2 separate regions of the Rattus norvegicus genome follow, and region 1 is linked to region 2. Evidence: chromatin contacts called from public Hi-C data. All regions are on one chromosome and are shown on one strand. Each heading gives the region's core, a stretch centred on a gene start, on an enhancer-like site or on the middle of the called end of the contact. The rest is flanking DNA. Distances are from core to core; before and after follow the strand shown. Region 1 has its middle 72 kb from the start of Dlg1. Region 2 overlaps Dlg1 (discs large MAGUK scaffold protein 1).

Region 1 (4,586 bases), core at 1,496-3,995, 130 kb before region 2:
TTGAAACTCCAGAGCCTGGAAAAGACCCAGAGGTACAGGACCCCTCCACCTACGTGTCTGGGAGTGATATCAGCAGGCATACTGAAGCCAACAAGGTCTTGTCTAGTCCATGTCCACGCGGAACTACGTGTGAAAAGGAGAAATCTCACAAAGTAATACATGGTATGATTTCATCTGAATAGGAGTAAGTACTCTGCGAAAAGGCTTCCCAGAGGAGGCGGCACTGAACTGACCTTGAAGGAGGAGAGCAAACCCTAAGGACAGACCGAAATAGCAACTCCATGGAGACCTGATGGTTATCAGGGCTCGTTAACCGCTAGAAGGTACGTCTCTCTGAGAATGACTTTGTTGCAGATCCACACAAAATTTTTTTTTGCCACAGCAGCAAAAATGAACTCTCAGAGCTACCAGGCCTCTGTGTTGTGCCTTTTATCACCCTGAGGCCGAGCTATCTTAGGTATCTTCTTCTCCACGGTGAACATGGCCATCTCTGCCTTGAATCAGGGCACCTGTAATTATCCACAGGAGGCCCTCGTGACATCTGGCCTATTATCATTCCGTCCTGGGATCCTCACCAGGCCCTGCCTCTCCCGGTAAACAGTAGGTCTTGGGTGATGTTCGCTTCTAGGTTTTTCATGCTCTGGGTGGGACGGTTGAGTGATGTGGCTACCCTCGAGTCCCTCATGATCCTGTAAATAACCCCAACAAATCCCTCAGCTCACCAAGCTGGTCTTCGGTGAAATCTTTGGTTTGTTGGGACCCTTTCTATCTGAGGTTAAAAGATATGCTAGATGGTTCTTTATGTCTTCCCAGAGAAAGTCTCTCCGTAGTAGGTATTAACATCTGTGGGACACGTATGTGAATGAGGACATGGGCAGTTTGCTGCCTGTGCTGCCCTGGTCCTGTCCTTCCCTGAAGAAGAGCACGCAGGCATGTGGCAATGGTTTGATGTGGGTGCCTGCAGAAGGCCCCTGTGGTTTTGAATGCTATTGACCATACGATGCTCATTAAGGCTGAGGTCACAGGTGCCCCACAACCCCCCAGAGGCAAGTTAAAGTTGCTCTCCTCTGAGGCTACAGGTCCTTAAAACCTGAGGTGTACCACTGTTCAAAGGAGCCTCTTAATCCAGTCCATCTTTTCCTTAAACGTTCTGATGAGCCTGCAGAGCAAGCATCTGGTTACCTTCCCCCTTGCCTTACAATGTACCTCACCTTCAGCTTTGTGGTGTAGGAAGGGATCTCACTTCCTAGAAGGAAAAAATAAATAAAAATCGCAAGGCCCCTGCGGTTGGGAAGGCCGGACCTGGAAATTGAGGACTCATTCGGCCCCACCTCCTTAAAGATTTATTTATTATATATGCGTACATTGTAGCTGTCTTCAGACACACCAGAAGAGGGCATCAGATCTCATTACAGATGGTTGCGAGCCACCATGTGGTTGCTGGGATTCGAACTCAGGACCTCTGGAAAGGTCCCTCTGGAAAGGGGCAAGGGCAGTCAGTGCTCTTAACCTCTGAGCCATCTCTCCAGCCCCCCCCCCACCTCCTTATCTTATGGACTAGAAAATGAAGGGGTGTGTCCTGGCCGGCTGGCTCCTCTTAAGACGCTCACTCCCAGGCATCTGGCTGCTTCCTTCCCCAGCAAAGCCAGCTCCTCTCAAACCTCTTACTCCTGGCCAAATGCCAAGAGCTTCTAAGCCCTGTGACAGCATAGCATAGGAGCAGGGTGCCCGTGGTTTTCCTGTGTACAAAAGCATTCAAGAGATCAAAGCACTCGCAGCTTGATGATGCTCCTAAATGCAAATTCAAATTGCTGAGTTAAACAGCCAGCAATTTTTTTTTTTTTCTGGAGGCTTTCCGGAACAATTACTCAAGCAGGAATTCAACTGTGTTTGCCTTTGGCTCCCTCTCAGCCTTTTCCACTGCCTGAAAGGGGAGGGGGAGGGAGTGGCTCAACAAAGAAAATCTTAAGAGATTATTGCTAATTACAGATTTTTACCTACCCCGTGTTCCTTCGATTCTCCAGTTAATTAAATCAAGACCAGGTGTCTGCCAGATGGGTTAGCTGCTGGCTATTGTAAGAGATTACTAGAACCCAGCAAATGAGGTAGGGCTGATGCGCTTGTTTCAGGATGGCTGCTGCTGTCTGCCATCTTTGCTGTTTCAGCAGAAATTGGAAGAGAGAGAAAGGACTCTATTTTGTCAGGATCTTAGCCAGAGCTGAGAGAGCAGGCAGGTCCCCTGTACCAGCCTTCTGGTCTGAAAGAAGTCAGATCTCCAGTTACCATGATGGGGATGTGTAACTTAGGACTAGAAGTCTGAAGGACCTCGGGTAGCAATCAGGGGCCAGTGTCCTTCTGCTCTTCTCTGGTTGACTCTCTCCCCTGTCCCCACCACCATTTAAGAAGAGAAAAATAAAAAGACAAAAGCAGAACCAGACCCTAAAAGTTCTAGGGACACAGTGCAGTGGCCTTTCTCCAACGACTCCCATCTCAGCCCTGCTATGGAGTAGAGATGTCCAGTCCCATTGCCAAGTGCAGGCAGGAGCACCCAGGATCCTGGCTGAGGCCAGTATGAAGGAAGGAGGGGCTGGGGGACCAGGCAGAAGGAAACAAAGGTCAGTTATTATTCACAAAAGACCCATTTGTTCTAGCGTGTGAAACTGAACTTCTGTACAGCACTGGGCCATTCACAGAAGCCCCAAGCTCACACCCACCAACTACTCAGTTCCCGATGCTCCCTAGAGTCTGCCTTCCATCTCGAAGCTTCTGAGTCACCAGCACCGAGCCTGTCTCTGGGTGAGACGGGTGATGAGCAGCCGGGAGCGAGGCCCCAGAGCTGGAAGCCCCGTTTGCAAGCAGGCACACACTCTTTCTTTGTAACTGAAACGGAGCGACAGAGCATGAACACACATGGGTTTGTGTAACTTGAATTCCTCTCTGAAGAACCAGATCCACCTCACCTCCCCCACCGTGAATGCAACCAAAGTGTCCTGGCCTTGGAGAGCTGGGAAGAATGACTCAGCTATATTTGGCAGCTGATAGTCATGGCATGCTACTCTCTGGGGGAACAGAAACACGCTATAGGTAACAATTTGGTCTGTTCAATTAAAAACGAAAAGCAAACAAAACCACAACAACAAAACAAAATCAACTTTGCTTTCTCAAATCCATTCATTTCCCCGAGATCTCTTGGTCTTGTAACTTTGTTACAGTCTTTGGGCCCAGGTTTACCTCTTCAGATTGGGTCAAGGAAGGGGAGTGCAGCGGGCAGCAAGATTCGTGAGGTTCAACAGGTAAACACTCATGTGTTGTATGTCTGAGAGTCCTATTCCTCCATTGTTCTTGCCCTGAGACAATGCCCTGGGGACATTCTCTGTTCCCAAAGAAAGTTATTTTCTTCCTGGGTTCATATACCAGAGGAACATTTTTAAAATACACCAACATCAGGGGGTGGGGAGGTAATTAGTAAAATGTTGCTACAAAAGCATGAAGCTCTGAGTTTGATCCAACACATACCTAAAAAGTCAGGTGGGGTGGTGTGCTTGTAATCCCAGGGCAGCAGAGGAAACAGCCTAGCCTAACTGTGGAGTCCCAGACCAGTGAGAGATTCTCCCTCAAAAACAGCGATGGGTCCTGAGGAACAACCCTGGAGGTTGACCTCTGACCTTCACATGCATGTGAGCTTGTGTGCACACCAAGAACACACATACATGTGCACACACACACACACACACACACACACAGACAAATATTGCAAAGAGAGGCTGGAGTATGGGCATGGGAAACTCATCTACAGGCGAGCCTTCTGTGCAGTCACAGCTAAGAATTGCTGGCCTGGAGGAGGCTTGCCCTGGCCCAGGGGAAGTGGATGTCTGGCTCAGCTGCCTCTGACATGGCCCCTCCAAGATTTCTTCTGGGTCCTACAAGTCTCTGAGCTATGGCAGCTCTTCCAAGCAGCCTTAGCCACACTCCAGGCTCCCTGGGTGGATTTTCAACAGAATTCCTTATCAACTCCCAGGGGCGTACAGACACAGTCCCTGCTATGGCACTGACACTCCTAAGTTGGTGTAGGGAATCTGAGTGGTCAGACCCTGAAACTGAACAAGGCACGCAAGAATCCTGACCTGTGGAACACATTCTCCCACCCAACTGAAGGGAAGAGGAAGGTTTGTGCCTCTGTAAGCTGACCCTTCTCTTCTCTCTACTGCTTCTCCTGGGGTGAGGAGAAACAAAACAAGGGATGCCTCATGCTCACCCTCTTACTGCCCTGCTGGCTTTTGAGCTTGTCACTTTGGGGACTCGCAAAACTCTAATTTGACAGTGAGATCTGAGCAATGGCAACTACGAATCCTTCCCCCCAAAATGTTGAACTTCCTTCTGCACACACACACATACACACACACACACACACGTTTGCACAAGCACCTACACACACACAGACAGACAGACACACACACACCACATCACACACACACAGAGGTATGTATACACACACACAGAGGTAGTATACACACACACATTTGCACAAGCACCTACACAGACAGTTAGTCAGACAGACAGACAGACACAGACACCACATCACACAC
Region 2 (4,645 bases), core at 1,485-3,984:
TAATTATTTTATTTGTGTGTGTGTGTGTGTGTGTGTGTGTGTGTGTGTGTGTGTGTGTGTGTGTGTGTTTGTGTTTGTGTTTGTGTTTGTGTTTATAAAACTGCTGGGCCCATTTAGTGTTGTTCATACTGTGTTTTTAGAGCTGACAACTTGCTATTGGATAGCCATTTAGGGTCTTATCCCTTGAAAAGACTAGTTCTCATTCTATCACAACTCATTAATTGCCAGTGGTTCTTCATCTAGGGCTGAGACCTTATGAAATTTCCCTCATCCATCCATGTTGGGATGTCAGCTGGTGTTGTGGGTATTCAGGTCTTTTTAGGCAGTCATGTTGAGATTTAAATGACTCCCATAGTCTGTCTCCCTCTCTTTTGAATGTTCCTGTGCTTTTAATGTCAGGATCAAGAACTTGTCATTTTGTTCTTTCTCTTTTCTCCACCTCCTCCTCCTTTTCCTCTTCTTCCTCCTCTTCTTCCTCCTCTTCCTCTCCTCCTCCTCCTCTTCCTCCTCCTCCTCTTCCTCCTTTTCCTCTTCCTCCTCCTCTTCCTCTTCCTCTTCTTCCTCCCCTTCCTCCTCACCTCCTCATCATTGTATGTGTACATGTTGCAAGTTGAATGAATGCCAAGGTCACAGACAAGTTTAGCAGTCAATTATTTTGCTACCATGAGATCCATGGATCTGGGGAAATTTTATTTCTCTATGGTATTTGTGTATAACAATCAGTTTAGTGACATTTGTCCTAATTACTGACTTTTCAGGACTAGGGATCAGGCCCAGGGCCTCATACATGCTAAGCAAGTGCTCCGTCCTTGAGCCACACTCCCAGCAGACCCTGAATTTGTGTTTGTGTATTCAAAATGTTTTATCTCATTGAACTTTTTTATTGTTCACCATTAAATTTATTATTCTGCTTAGTTATGCCATATAATTGATTTTTGTTGTTCTTGCTTGAATAATCTAGAGAGAAGAAAACAAGTGACTAAGGTATTTTCATTAAAGCTCTATTTTAAACCACACAAGCTGTTTAGTAGTATAATAAGAGAGTATTATATGCAAGAATCTTAGAGCTTATTTCTTACAAAATGTGCATTTTCTTGCAATATTTTGCTCTTGCCCTAAATTTGCAGCATGCATTTGAACACAGCAGCTCTTACTATTGCACCTCCCCTATGGAGGACTGTAGCGGGTGGAGCATGTGGTGGCTCCCATGCTTGATTAAACTTAATCTAAGGACCTTGCCAAAGACATGCTGCAATCTGGGAATTTGATTGTAATTTATTGAAGTAGCCTTTTTTACATTAACGAAAAGCCATCTTTTGGGATCTTAATCACAATGATAGCATGCAGATCTGATCTATGAGGTGGAGGTGGAAACAACTGAAGAATGTAACATGTAAAACAAATCTTTTGGAGAGATTGCTTTGGTTTATATGTTCAAGGCATGTTGGCAGCATTGGCCCAGAACTTGTTCTAGAATTTCAGTCTGAGTTGATTGAAGTGCTTAGCATCAGGCAGTGTAGAGTAACACACACTAGCAGTGCACTGCCCGTAATGTTTGCACAAACAGAAGGTGAGTTTGCACACTACTTTGTAAAGATAAATAATTATAATTCAGGTAAGATGACTAAGTGACTTTAATTTGTGTCAGGAAATTCTTTGCCACTTTGTGTGTTTGACGCTAGAGTTGTTCTGAGCACAGACAAGATATAAGAAAAGTCTGCTGTTTATTTTATTTAGATTAATTATTATATTGTGGGCTGGAGAGATGATTCTGTGGTTAAGAGACCTGCTCTTCCAGAGGTCCAAGGTCAATTCCCAGCACCCACATGACAGTTCACAAGCATCTCTATAACTCTAGTCCCAGGGGACACAGCATCATCTAATAGACTGTGGGCACCAAGCATATGGGGTGCACAGACATACATGCTGAGAGAACACTCATACTCACAAAACAAACAAACAAATAAATTAATATTAAAGAAAGATTAACTTTTATTTTTATTTATGTATATGCCATATGTGTAGCTGCCTTCAGAGGCCAAAAGACCGCATTAAGTCCCCTGGAGCTGAAGTTGCAGGTGCTTGTGAGTCTCCCTGTGTATTTGCTGGGAAATAAATGTGGCCGTACAGAGCAGCAAATATTTTCAACAGCCGAGCCAACTCTCTAGCCCCAAGCTCTCGTTTTCATGAGAGCTTTGTGTGACATGCCATTATTCTCTGTTGATACAGGATTATTCGCTTCATGTTTATGTTCTCCTCCTGTGGAAAATTAAATACATAGGAAACTCTTACTTATATATGGGTCTGGGAATATCTTCTGATAACATTTTGATACACTCAGTGGCTGTTGGTTTAGTATTTAAACTAATATTATAGGCTTTTTAAAGTTCAGAATCAAGTTAATCTTGTTACATAGAGGGAAAAAAGCTTGCATCTAAAACAACGAAGGCATGCTCCTTTTCCATCTGTAAATCAGTGTTATGTTACTTTAGTCATGGTTCAAACTTTGGCCATAAAAAAAAAATCTTTACATAGAACAACATTCTCAACCTGTAGGTCACAATCCCCCGAGGGTACAATGACCCTTTCACAAGGGTTCCCTAAGACCACTGGGAAAAAATGTAGATATTTACGTTATGACTCATAACTGCAAAATTACAGTTATGAAGTAGCAACGAAAATAATTCTGTGGTTGGGGGGGTCAGAAAAACATGAGGAACTGTATTAAAGGGTCACAGCATCAGGAAGGGTAAGAAACACTGAGATAGAGCATTATTAAACGGCATAAGGAAGTGATGTGTTGGGGTTGGGCAGACGGCTCAGCAGCTAAGAGCACTTGTTCTTGTAGAAAGCAACTGGGTTTGGTTCCAGTACCTACATGATGTCCTCCTCTGTAACTCCAGTTCCAAAGGATCTGACCCTCTCCTAACCTTCACACATGCTAGGGACAAAAGAGGCACAAATACAAACATGAGCTCAAAACACTTGTACTCATAAAAAAATTAAAGTGATGTATTTACATAAATCTGCAATTAAAAATGTTATGTGATTTAAAACCAGTTGAAAACAGGAAGAGCTTTCTAACATATTTCTGGATATAATATAAATACAAAGAGATAAATATAAAGAAATACTTAATTTCTTAACTTGTATATGTTGATCTAGTATATGTGTTAATCTACATGTCATGGTGAGAGGACAGTTTGCAGGAGTCAGTTCTCCTATTTTGTGAGTTTTAGGGTCTCAGGTCACCAGGTTCTGAGCAATCTTGCTTACCCCAGAAATAATTTTAAATAATTTTTCTTTAGTTTTTGAAGAACTGTGAAGCTTTCCAGTTTATGATATGAGTATATCTTAAATTGGTAGTAGAAATGGCTAATAAGGAAGCGTTTTATTAATGTGTTTGTTTTGGTTGGGCGTTTAATTGTGAGCCAGCAGAAAGTCCCTTTGTTGGCTTGGAGCACTCAGGCTACATTTATGTTTCTCTGGGTTTTAGGCTTTTCTTCAAGTGTTGTGTACAATGGGATGTTTGTAGGGGGGTTGTTAATTATTGAAAGTATTGTTTTTCAATGTAAAAAGTTAATCAGTAGAAATAGTTCCTTCTTAAAATTTAAGCTGATTATATGTTGTGGGTTGTATAAAGTGTCTCTACAAGGCTGTCCTCGTCAGATGGATCATTCTAAGCGGTTTAGAAGAGGAATTCCACAGTTAGTCCATTATTCTCTGTGAGTGCTGAATCCCTCTTCAAAACCTCATCACTTTTATCCATTCTGTGGTAGGCACAGAATGCCATTTAGGATTCTTGGTGGCCCTCTAGCGGGAAAGTGAAGAAAATATTGTATTAAAAATGTCTTATGGGCATGTATAATAAAGACACTTTGAAAGGGCATCTGAGTTATACTTGAATAATAAAAAATACTTCAATAATGTTGGAAGTGAAAAAGAATGTAGGTTGACTAGTATCATCACGTGAGAGGCTTAACTTTATCGTTAGCATTTTTAAAGACTGCTTTCCCAGAGTGTTGGAATAGTAAACTATATGTTGACAAGAGACTATATACAGACTACAAATACACGAATTACATTTTTCACTGATGTGTTCGTATAAGTTCAGAACTTATTATTTAAAGCTTTGTGGTAAAAGAAATTCAGGTAAAATGTTAAGTGTACAAGCACCCTACTTTTTAGAGGTGAATAGTCCTATAAATTTTGCTGACCAGAGACAGCCTGAAAGAATAATAGAAAGTAAATCTTTTCTCCCAGCATATAAGTATAATACTTAAACTGTAATGTACTTTTAAAATTCCACTTTATTTTTCCCAAATGGTTTTTCTTCTGCCCTTTCTTTGGAAGCTAGTTCCTTACATGGGCTTTGGTAGAGGCCGTGGCGCGCAGTGGCGGGAGCAGCAGCTCTAAATCACAGTGGGGTGTTTGGTTGTTCCAGGCTTCCTGAGATCAATTCCTGCCCACCCTGCTCGTACAGTAATGTAGTTTGACATAGAGCTTGGGAAGCACAGAACTGTCCAATCAGTTGTCCCTGACAGCATCAGCCTCCACTGTGTACAAAATGACCAGTTTCATCTTTGGTCATGTACCATGCACCGCTCATGCCTCTAATTGGCTTGAGTGCCTGCCCTGATTTCCC

Evidence for each region. A called contact is a pair of places that touch in the nucleus more often than the background predicts.
Region 1: a contact with region 2 is called in a Hi-C map of the A7r5 cell line, with 1.7 times the contacts expected there. The contact joins two enhancer-like sites. A contact is called at or near these places in 2 of 12 Hi-C or Micro-C datasets (the A7r5 cell line and Schwann cells).

What each region holds. Positions count from the first base shown.
Region 1 is chr11:82,677,385-82,681,970 of GRCr8, reverse strand. No RefSeq gene overlaps it. Among named protein-coding and RNA genes, the nearest start is that of Dlg1, 72 kb to the right of the region's middle. Within about 2 kb of position 2,745, at least 70 of the 93 cell types and tissues checked have an H3K27ac peak or open chromatin away from gene starts, as enhancers often do. A contact at or near this core is called in the A7r5 cell line, where this site is marked.
Region 2 is chr11:82,550,395-82,555,039 of GRCr8, reverse strand. The region is part of intron 4 of Dlg1 (discs large MAGUK scaffold protein 1); the gene reads left to right. Among named protein-coding and RNA genes, the nearest start is that of Dlg1, 55 kb to the left of the region's middle. Within about 2 kb of position 2,734, at least 8 of the 93 cell types and tissues checked have an H3K27ac peak or open chromatin away from gene starts, as enhancers often do. A contact at or near this core is called in the A7r5 cell line, where this site is marked.